Regions from separate parts of the Sus scrofa genome. Here region 2 is linked to region 1. A link is a contact called in public Hi-C data. All regions are on one chromosome and are shown on one strand. The core of a region is the stretch at or near the end of the contact, and the rest is flanking DNA. Distances in the headings are between cores, read along the strand shown. Region 1 overlaps LOC110256384 (a long non-coding RNA gene). Region 2 overlaps TPRG1 (tumor protein p63-regulated gene 1 protein).

Region 1 (5,446 bases), core at 1,418-3,917:
CAACTCTCTCCAGCAGTGGTTTATGGAAGAGTGGGGACAAAAGTCAGACAACGGAGGGTAGGAAGTCATCAGGGAAGAGAAATACGGACACTCAGGAGATTTTACTCCCTCCAGGAGCTTGACTGGGAAAGAAAATGAGAAAGGGGATGGAGGCTGGATGGGATGGGGAAGATGGTGCTGAAAGGGTGCTCTGGAGGAGGAGTGGTGGACTTGAGGTTATCCATGTGGGATCCCAGGGGGTTGCAGAATTCCAGCCTACCAGCTCTTCCTCCACCCCTTTCTAAATGTATGAAGGCAAGGAGGAGTGGTTATGGTTGCTGAGACAGCTTAGTCTATATCCTGCTTTGTACATTTTTTTGAAGTCACTCATTTGCAAAGCTTGATGTTTTAACCATAACCGGAAACCAGTATTTTGCGTTCTATTTCAAATCTGATTATAGTGATTTCATCACATCATGCTTACAAATCTTCCTGACACCTGGGAAATATTTTCAAGACTAAAGAATTCTAAAATTCCCCTCCACCAAGATTCCGATTGAGTTGGTTTTGGGGGCGGTGAGGGATGCTGTCCATGAGTTTAGAAGCCACTGAACTGGTTAAGACATCTTTGGAGTGTCTGGTTCCCATCCTGAGCTACTGAGGAGACACAAAACATTCTTCCCTATGCTTTATAAGCATTCAGAACCATTAGAGTGTGCCTTTGGGGAGTATGATAAACTACGTGCACAAAACTATGTCCAATTATGGTCTACCAATGGCAGTTGTTGGTGTTGCATAATGTTGGAAGACGTGCTTAGATTTACAAACTCCTGTTCTTAAAAAAGTTGTTTTCAATATAAATCTAATGACTATGTATCTATTCTTTCTAATCTTTTCAAATGACTAGTTTTTATGAGTCATATATCTATGTGCAGTGATGGTATGGATGTTATAAAGAGAGATTAATAAGGGAGGAAGAAGGGGTTAGGAACTAACTCATCATGGCCAAAGAACACAGCACAAATGAACAAATCATTTATCGTCTTTATCCTTTAGGTTTGGTTTTGTCAATGGTCATGTCTCTTTGAGCTATAGTTTATATATTATGAAATTCACCCACTGTAAGTATATACTTTAATGATTTTTAGCAAATGTATAGGACTGTGCAACCATCAGCACAGTTTTAGAACTCTGCTGTCACCCCACCAAGTTCTCCCACACCTGTTGGAAGCCTTACAGCCCAAGTAAACCTCTGATCTGCTGTATCTAATGTTCTCCCTTTTCTAGAAATTTCGCATAAATGGAAACACAAAATGTCTTTCACGTTTGTCGTCTTTCACTTAACATAAAGTTCACGGGGATCATCCTTGTTGACATGTACACGTAGTTCTTTCTTTTAGTTGTTACATATCAATATACGATCCATTTCTTTTTTTTTTTTTTTCCTGGAGCTGTAGCCTCTGGTCTATGCCACAGACACAGCAATGCAGGATCCACACCGCGTCTGCAACCTACACCATAGCTCACAGCAATGCTGGATCCTTAACCCACTGAGTGAGGCCAGGAATCGAACCTGTGTCCTCATGGATACTACTCAGATTTGTTTCCGATGACCCATGATGGGAACTCCCCTACAACCCATTTTTAATTCATTTTTGTATATCACGTGAAGTAAGGGTGTGAGTGTATGTATGTGTATATTTCTGCTTATGGATATCTACTCACTACCACTATCTAAAAAAAGATATCTTTTCCCATCAAATTGCCTTGGCACCTCATTTGGAAATCACTTGACCAAAAATGTATAAGTTTATTTCTGGACTCTCTCTGGGTGGGATTCCATTGATCTACATGTCTAACCTTGTAGGAGGGGTAAGGCATCCATCTGTGAAAACATTGTTTCAGTTGTGTATACTAGATCACTGTGCAAAATATTTCTTACTGAGGATTGTGGTAAAAATATCTTTTGAAAAATGTTTATCTGGGCATTACCAGATAATATTCACAATGAGACACAAAAGAATGTCCTAGAATGCTCTCTTAGGACTCATCAGGGTGGTAGGGCAAAGTGCAGCCTCACATTTTACAGAAGGGAGACTGAGGCCAAGGGGAAGGAGTAACTTAACTCACAGTAATGCCAAAATGCACTCCTACATGGCTTTCCTGGAAGCTGCATCTTCCTGATGCACCTCCCTGTTCTTAAGCAATTCCGTTATCTGTTTCTAACTGCCCCTGCGCCACTGAGGCTGTGCTGGTGGCAGCTGGTAGAGCCCACGTGGGAACACAACTGGGCAGGAGTCCCAGAGGCAGCAGGAGTCCTATCTCCCTCCTTCCTTGACCTCCCCTTTGAAACTCACTGGAAACAGTCTCCCCAGACTCTGCGATGCTTGTGGGGCGGCCCCAGATGACTGTTCCCTGTGCTTCTGCCCCTCCCTTTTCAGGGATAGTGGAGTTGGCTTTTCTTCAGGAACTCTTCTCTTAATGGAAAAAAGAAAGCCACCCCATCGACGTCAAGTGACTCTTACACAACTGCGGCAACTCCGAGAATCGTGTAAATAACCCCAGAACATATGGATTGAATTTCCTCAACTTATCCAGGAATGTAGTAAGTTACGGCCATGGAGGAAGGCTGCCACTCGGCCCTGGCATTCAGAACACTTGAAAGAGTGGTCTCCCCACTCCAGGGACCCCTTAGCCTGGAGCACTCCCGTCCATCTCAAGTTCCAAGGGCTCCTGCCCTCAGCAAGGCACAGCCTGGGCTGGGTCATGGTGGCAGCATCCCAGGCAGCCCCCGGCCCTGCCTTCCTTCAGAGGAAGACTGTGCTTCTAACCACACAAACTGGGCAGAATGTCTGCACATTAGTTCATTCATTCATCCAACATTCCACCAGTATTTATTGAGCATGGGGGTGGGGGTGGGTGGGGAGGAACAGCACAGTGAACAAAAAGGCATGGTCCTGTTTTCACGTCCAGTGAAAGAACTTTCTAGCACTCCCAAGTTATCGAAGCTTTTGAATAGGGGCGAGTTCCCAGCAGAGGCTGACAGAGACTCAAGCATCAGATGAAGAATGGGTGGCTGACCTCTGCGATTCCTCCCAGGCGCAAGGTTTGATGAGGTTCGCAGTCCCTGGGACGCTGCCCCAGCTCCCTTCCCACCTGTGCAGGTGGCTTCGGATGGCACAGCTTTGGGCTGAAGGGCATGGGGAGTCCCTGGAGAAGCAACAGTGCTTCTAGGAAAAGCAGAAACCCATCTCTCCTGCTGAAAAAACCCTTTCCATTCTTATTTCGTTTTATATTCTGTCTTCTCTGTCTCCTCAGAAGAGATCTGAGAACTTTCTTCTGAGTGAGGAGGAACTTGGAAGAGTAAAACACAAACACAAACATAAAAGTTCTGGATGAGGAGTTCCTGTCATGGCTCAGTGGTAACAACCCAACTAGTATCCATCAGGTTGTGGGTTTGATCCCTGGCCTCACTCAGTGGGTTAAGGATCTGGCATTGCTGTGAGCTGTGGTATATGTTGCAGATGCAGCTCAGATCTGTTGTGGCTGTGGCTGGCAGCTGTAGCTCCAATTCGACTCCTAGCCTGGGAACCTCCATATGCCACAGACGTGGCCCTAAAAAAAAAAAAGTTAAATTAAAAATGAAAGGAAATAGTGGATGCCAAGTACCTGCCCAGTCATAAATACTCTGAAAATGCAGGATTCTTGCCCCTTTGCCCCTTCCTTTCCTGCAGATCAGAGCTCAGTCTTAGAGCTCCTCCTCCTTTCCTCCCCCTTCAATCCATGTCCCCAAGCCCCTCCCCATTCATTCCCCGCCCCCCTCCTCATCCCACTCTCCATCTGTCTCCCCATACCCACCGTCTCCTTCACCCCTCCCCCTCCCCATTCCCATCACCTGTTCCTGGAGCAAGGACACAGCCTTTAATAGCAACTTGGGAAGTTCTCCACCTGCTTGATAAGAAGGAGAGCTGAGGAGTTCCCGTCGTGGCTCAGTGGTTAATGAATCTGATTAGGAACCGTGAGGTTGTGGGTTCGATCCTGGCCTCACCAGTGGGTTAAAGAACCAGTGTTGCGGTGAGCGGTGGTGTAGGTTGCAGGCGCAGCTCGGATCCTGTGTTGGTGTGGCTCTGGTGTGGCTCTGATTAGATCCCTGCCTGGGAACCTCTGTATGCCACAGGTGCAGCCCTAGAAAAGATGAAAAGACAAAAATAAAGAAGCAGCAGATGTGAATACTCAGATCCTTTTGCATTGATTCCCTAAGACAGTGGTTTTCACACTTTGGGTGCATGGGAATTACCTAAGGAGCTTGTTAAAACACAGATTCCTGGGCCCTGGCACTGGAGCTCTCATTCATTAGTCCTGGTGTAGGACTTCAGAGAATGTGGGCCTCCAGCAAATCCTCAGGTGATGCTGCTGCGAACATGGGTTCTCGGTAACCCGAGGCGAACTACAGGCCCCATGTTCCAGAGGGAAAGCAGTCTTGCCAGGGAGCTTGGCTCTGAGAGCTGGAGCCAAAGAAAAGAAGGGTGTGCAGGCCCGGAGAGAGTGTCGCCAATGGGAGGAGGTGGGATGGGAGATCAGAGCAGTGACCACCCCACAAGAGAAGAGGCGCTCCAGCATGTCCTCTTTTTTCTCTCCCCCCCACCCCTCAGAAGACTCCAGAGCCAGGTGAGGACCGGCCCAGGCTGAAGTGCCGACAGCCAGGGCAGAGGGAGGAGAAGAGAGCACTGGGGGAAATAGCCAAAGCCCAGGACACACAAGCTAGGAGGGGAGCAGTACTAAGTCCATTCCAGGCTGGTTTGTTTCCAGCTTGATCCTTGTGGTTGGGGGACTAGTAAGTGGGAGCTTGCCTGTGGCTGTTTGTCAGCACCCTTGTGCTCTAGTGGAAAGTGAGGTGGGAGAAGAATAGCTAAGTTATATTAAGTATTTAAGGAAGTATATTTTTATCTCCACAAAGTAGGCATTATCCTCCTTCACACGTGTTTACTAGTCCCCAGTAAAGAGGTACCCAGCCTGAGCTCTTTCCACCGCCTCCTGACCTCCTGAGTTCTGCAGCCTCCACAAGTGGTAAGACTTTGACCAAATCGATTTTTCTGAATCCTAGTGTCTCTGCTAGTTTTTTGGTTTTTGTTTTTCTAAAGTCAATATTGGGTGCTCCCAACAGGATTTTGAGGCACAAATAATACACAGAGGCAAAACTATGAGGTGAAATGCAGGTTGCTGTGCTGTGTGCATTTCAGCCAACTACCTAAAGGTTAATATTAGTGACTCTGGCCTCCGGCCTCTGTCATTCTCAAGACTAGCCACTTAGAGATCTTACATTTAGTTCTGGGCACCAGTGAGTTAACATTTCATCCTGTTTTAAATAAAACCATTACTCACCAGTGTAACCGATGTTTTATTGTTACCAACTCCAAAACCATTTCACCATGGAGCCAGAGTTTCAAAAGAATTTAATTGAAGACCA
Region 2 (5,446 bases), core at 775-3,274, 1.5 Mb before region 1:
GAGCAGTAGAAAGGTGAGACTTTACAAAGCAACTTTATCCTAAAATTCATAGTTCCAGATTTGACCTTCTTTCTTGAGACTGACTTATTCACCCTATATTTTACCATCATCAAAACCCAAGTGTCTTGGGTCCTACTCCTATTAGCTGCCACACTGCAGTGACTGCTAACACAAATTAAATACTCAAGAGTATGTCTTGAGTTGAAATGCATTGAACTGAATAGGATTGGATTGGATTAGACGGGACTGCACTGGATTGCATTACATTAGACTGGACTATATGCATTAAACTAGACTGTATGGACTATATAGAACCATGTGTGGAAGGAGAACAGACTCTAAAACCTATGTTTCTTTACTTTTAGGCCAAGGCACTAATAAAGCAGCATGAGGCCTATGCACGGACTCTGTGGTCAAACTACAAAGTCCTAAATTCAAATCTCAGTGCCACCACTTACCAGCTCTGTGATGTAGAGTAAGCTCCTAAATCTCCTTGCACCCCCTTGAGTAAAGCTGGGACAATAATAGTACTTACTTTATAGGACTGCTATGAAAATGCATTCAATTACTTCTTGTAAAGTCTTTGGGATAATGCATGGCACATAGAATGCACTACAAAAGTAGTTTTAAAATAAAAATAATTTAAAAAAACTAAAGTACCGCTTTGAATTGTATTTTACTTTACATTTTACAAAGCCCATTTACCTATGGCAGCTCACATCACACTTGTACGGGAAAGATGATCCTTATTGATCCCATCTTGTCAATAAGAAAACCAAAGCTCATAAAAGCAAGTACAGATCAAGAAGTCAAGCAGGAGATTTCCCTTTATGGCTCAGTGGTTAACAAACCCAACTAGGATCCACGAGGACACAGGTTCAATCCCTGGCCTCGTTCAGTGGGTTAAGGATCTGGCATTGCCATGAGCTGTGGTATAGATCACAGACATGGCTCAGATTCTGTGTTGCTGTGGCTGTGGCAGAGGCTGGCAGCTGTAGCTCTGATTTGACTCCTAGCCTGCGAACATCCAATATGTCTCGGGTATGGCCCTAAAAAGAAAAAAAAAAGAAAGAAGAAGAAGTCAAGCAGAAAAGCAAAGCTCATAAAAGCAAGTACAGATCAAGAAGTCAAGCAGGGAGTTCCCATCGTGGCGCAGTGGTTGACGAATCCGACTAGGAACCATGAGGTTGCGGGTTCGGTCCCTGCCCTTGCTCAGTGGGTTAACGATCCGGCGTTGCCGTGAGCTGTGGTGGAGGTTGCAGACGTGGCTCGGATCCCGCGTTGCTGTGGCTCTGGTGTAGGCCGGCGGCTGCAGCTCCGATTCGACCCCTAGCCTGGGAACCTCCATATGCCGAGGGAGCGGCCCAAGAAATAGCAACAAAACAACAACAACAAAAAAAAAAAAAAAAAAAAAAAGAAGCAGGACCTAAATAATCATAGGACTTGAACCCTCTTCTGTCGTATTTAAAACATATTTTCAGTTCAGTTAAGTATGATATCACGACAGTTTTCATATGTAGTCCTGACTGCAGTGTATGCCATTAATCACCTGATAGGCAAGAGTTACGTAAAGGACAGTATCCTCAGTGGTACTGGACTAGGCTTTTTCTTGCCCAGTACCAGGCAAAGCAAAGGACTGCAGCCTGGACTCAGATGAAAGGTCTCTGATGTGGTGAGATAGAAATAGTGAAGGAGTCAGGAAACCTGAATTCTGGCCTAGACTCAGCCACTAGCTTTTGTCGTATTCAAAACAAACACTGATTAAGGGCTTACTCTGTGCCATGCACTGCCTTCATATCACTTAAACCTCACAGCAAACAGGGGGCATAGAGACTTTTATTATTCTATTTTGCAGATGAGGAAACCAAGGTGTAGAGTAGATGAGTAACTTGTTCAGGTCAAATTACTAGTATGTGTGATAATAAATCTTATTTGTCGAATGAGGGCATTGGACTAGTATGACCTCAAAGGTACTTTCCAACCCAGTCCATCCATAATTCAGGGAGCTCTTGCCTAATCCTCGCTCCTCTGGGGGGTAATTCTGTGGTTCTGGGCAGCTCGACGTCAAACCTCAGACATCTCAAGGCCTCCTGGGATACCAGGATTGAAAAACTGGTGAACTGTTGCATAATGTGGGATTTTCTAATCATCGAAAGAATGAAACTTAAGTGAAAAATAGGCAAAAGATAAAAACCCCAACTCTTCCCCAGCTTACCAATTTCATTGGTAATCATTTATGCATTTGTAAACATGAGGTTTATTCCATTTTTCAATTTTCTTTCTTCACTTATGTTTATTTACTATCATAAACATTTTCCCAATAATCATGGCTAAAAGTCTTCATAATTATCATGATTATTATTTTCATGACTACATAAACATCAGCAGTAACTATTTACATTTTTATAAAATATATAAATATATTTTAAATTTACAGTTATATTTACATATTTATAACAATGTAATAAATATTGGCCAAAATATTGTAATAAAATGATTCCCCCTGTTGCTAAATTATTTAATCAGTTTTTGGTGTATTTGCTATTTTATATATAGTGCTGCAGTGAACATCTTTGCACAGTTCATTCTCCTTATCAGGTATATTGTTTACACAGCATGCATTCCCCAGAAGGCAAGGCTAAGGCCAAGAGCAGACCCACATTTGTGGCTCATACACTCTGTAGATGGAGTGTGTAATGTTGATAGTGACCACAAATGGCCCTGCACTGTTAAAATCATGAGACATTGAGCAGTGAAAGCTGGTTCCAGATTGTGAGTGAATACGACTGGTTTTCTAAAGTGAACGAACATTAAATTAACAGAGGTTTTGAATACTGAATTTTTGGTGCTTGGCTCCACAGCAAAGCTTACTTAACTATCAAGAGGGAAAAGGTTTGTGAGAAGTGCCTGCAAGAAACAGACTTACAGGAATTAAAAAGATTTTACGAGAAGTTTAAAAAGATCAGACCCTCAAGAGAGTTGTACTCAGGAAACATAAGCAAACTAATTCTCTTGAACCTCACTTTAGTATTTTTATCTTAATACTAAAGAAATGTACTGCCACCACTGTCAGCTAGTCAGAAAAGGTGATATATGAATGCATATTTTTTAACTGATGACATTCATTTGCCAGTCAATGGGCCAAGTCCTTTCTTTAAGCCTCTTCCAGAGTTCCTTCTCATTTTTCTTCACTAAACCACCCATAATGTATTCTCCATTACTTCCAGATACAGGTATTTTTGTTTTTATTTTGGTTGCTTTTGTTTTATTTTTCTTTAAAAACTTTCAGAGTTCTTCCAGCTTTTAATTTTTTGTCCCTCCTTATGGTTGCTTCATCCTTAAATTAATGATAAGAGTATTTTTTAGGAATTCATCTCCTTTAAGCCTTTCTAGAGCAATTAATTTAATAGTCATTGAAAAAATCTCTTTATTTTCAAAAATGATACAAAAGGACTTATTTAAAAAGCAAACTCCCAGATTTCAAAACCAATCTAATGGTAACCCTAGAAGTTGTTGGGGGGGAAGAATTGGGAGGGTGGGAATAATACATACCACTACTGTATAAAATAGATGATTAATGAGAACCTAATGTATCACACAGGAAAACCTACTCAATAGTTTGTAATAACTTATATTGGAAAAAAGAATGTATATATTATATGTACGACTGATTCACTTGGCTGTACACCTGAAACCAATACAACATTGTGAATTAACTACAATCCAATAAAATTAATTTTTTGATTTTCACATTCATACTTCATTTGTCTGCATAATGTTTAAGTTATATAATTGTATTAATTAATGCAACTGTCATAAACAATTTTGAGTAAAAGATCAAATGACCCTTGGTAAGCATGCAACTCAACTGGTGGGAGGAGAGGGGAACCAGGACCCCACAGAGTAGCCTCACAGCCCTGAGTATTTAGTGTGCTAAGGGGATCTGTCATGCTTTACAAAAGGAAAGGTTAATGGTCAGTTAAGTGGAAGTTACATCTGAAGACTAATGAGTGTTCCTCAACACGTCAACATGGAAGAGAAGGACAGAAGGAGAGAATGAGAATTGAATTACTGTATCCTGAATGCAGAAGCATCCAAAGAAGATATACAGATGGCCAACAGTCACATGAAAAAGTGTTCAAATAATAATCACTAATTATTAGAGAAATGCAAATCAAAACTACATTGAGGTACCACCTCATACCAGTCAGAATGGCCATCGTTAGTAATTCTACAAACAACAAATGCTGGAGAAGTGGGGAAAAAGGGAACCCTCCTACACTGTTGGTGGGAATGTAAATTGGTACAATCACTGCAGAAAACAGTATGGAGGTACATCAGAAAACTAAATATTGAATTACCATACGATCCAGCAATCCTACTCCTGGGCATAAATCCCAACAAGGAGTTCATTGAAAAAGACACATGCACCCTATGTTCATTGCAGTACTATTCACAATAGCCAAGACATGGAAAACAACCTAAATGTTCATCAACAGATGAATAGATTAAGAAGATATGGTTCATATATACAATGGAACACTACTCAGCCATTAAAAGAAAAAATGCCATTTGCAATAACATGAATGGAACTAGAGACTCTCGTACTACATGAAGTAAGTCAGAAGGAGAAAGACAAATACCATATGATATCACTTAATATCTTGAATCTAATATATGGCACAAATGAACCTATTTATAGAAAATAAACAAACTCGTGGACATGGAGAAAAGACTTGTGGTTGCCAAAAGGGAGAGAAAGGGAGTGTGAGGGACTGGGAGTTTGGGGTTAGTAGATGCAAACTATTGCATTTGGAATGGATAGGCAATGACATTCTGCTGTATAGCCCAGGGAACTACATCTGATCACTTGTGATGGAACATGATGGAGGATAATGTGAAAAAACGAATGTATATATATGTGTACAACTGGGTTACTTTGCTGAACAGCAGAAAATGACAGAATATAGTAATCAACTATAATTTAAAAATTAAAAAAAGAAGCAATGTATATCTACTGTCTCTAGGTCATCAAGGAGCCAAAGAAACACCAACTCTATGAAAACAGAACTTGCATCTTTCACTTTCTCAGAAACTTCATTCCAAGGCTAATTCAGTGATTTGTAAGAATTATGAGGTGGTAGTAGATCCTTCGGATGAAATCTAAGGAAGCTTTTCTCCAAGGAAAGACACTGATATAGTAACAACACCACCCAGCTTCAGTGAGCTCACAAACCTCCTCAGGAAGTCTGACCCTACAGGATTCTGCAAACCCCAAACTAGGGGTTACTATTCTAACAGGGAAGAGTGCTTTTGTAAAGGTTAACAGTGCCATCACTTGTGAGGAACCCAGCCAAGATAGAGTGTATGCTTGAAAATCATAAACATTGCTCTGCACCAGCCCTTAGAGGTCCATAGTGTCCCCCATTTTAATAAATAAAGGCTG

The links. Hi-C and Micro-C count contacts between places; a contact is called where the count stands out from the background.
Region 2: a Hi-C map of embryonic fibroblasts shows a contact between it and region 1, with 2.4 times the contacts expected there. The contact joins two enhancer-like sites. A contact is called at or near these places in 2 of 47 Hi-C or Micro-C datasets (embryonic fibroblasts and subcutaneous adipose tissue).

What each region holds. Positions count from the first base shown.
Region 1 is chr13:125,043,897-125,049,342 of Sscrofa11.1, reverse strand. LOC110256384 (a long non-coding RNA gene) reads left to right here. Exons shown (of 4, transcript XR_002337796.1): 4 at 2,421-3,411. Among named protein-coding and RNA genes, the nearest start is that of MASP1, 18 kb to the right of the region's middle. Within about 2 kb of position 2,667, at least 6 of the 83 cell types and tissues checked have an H3K27ac peak or open chromatin away from gene starts, as enhancers often do. A contact at or near this core is called in embryonic fibroblasts, where this site is marked.
Region 2 is chr13:126,540,014-126,545,459 of Sscrofa11.1, reverse strand. The region is part of intron 1 of TPRG1 (tumor protein p63-regulated gene 1 protein); the gene reads right to left. Among named protein-coding and RNA genes, the nearest start is that of TPRG1, 13 kb to the right of the region's middle. Within about 2 kb of position 2,024, at least 6 of the 83 cell types and tissues checked have an H3K27ac peak or open chromatin away from gene starts, as enhancers often do. A contact at or near this core is called in embryonic fibroblasts, where this site is marked.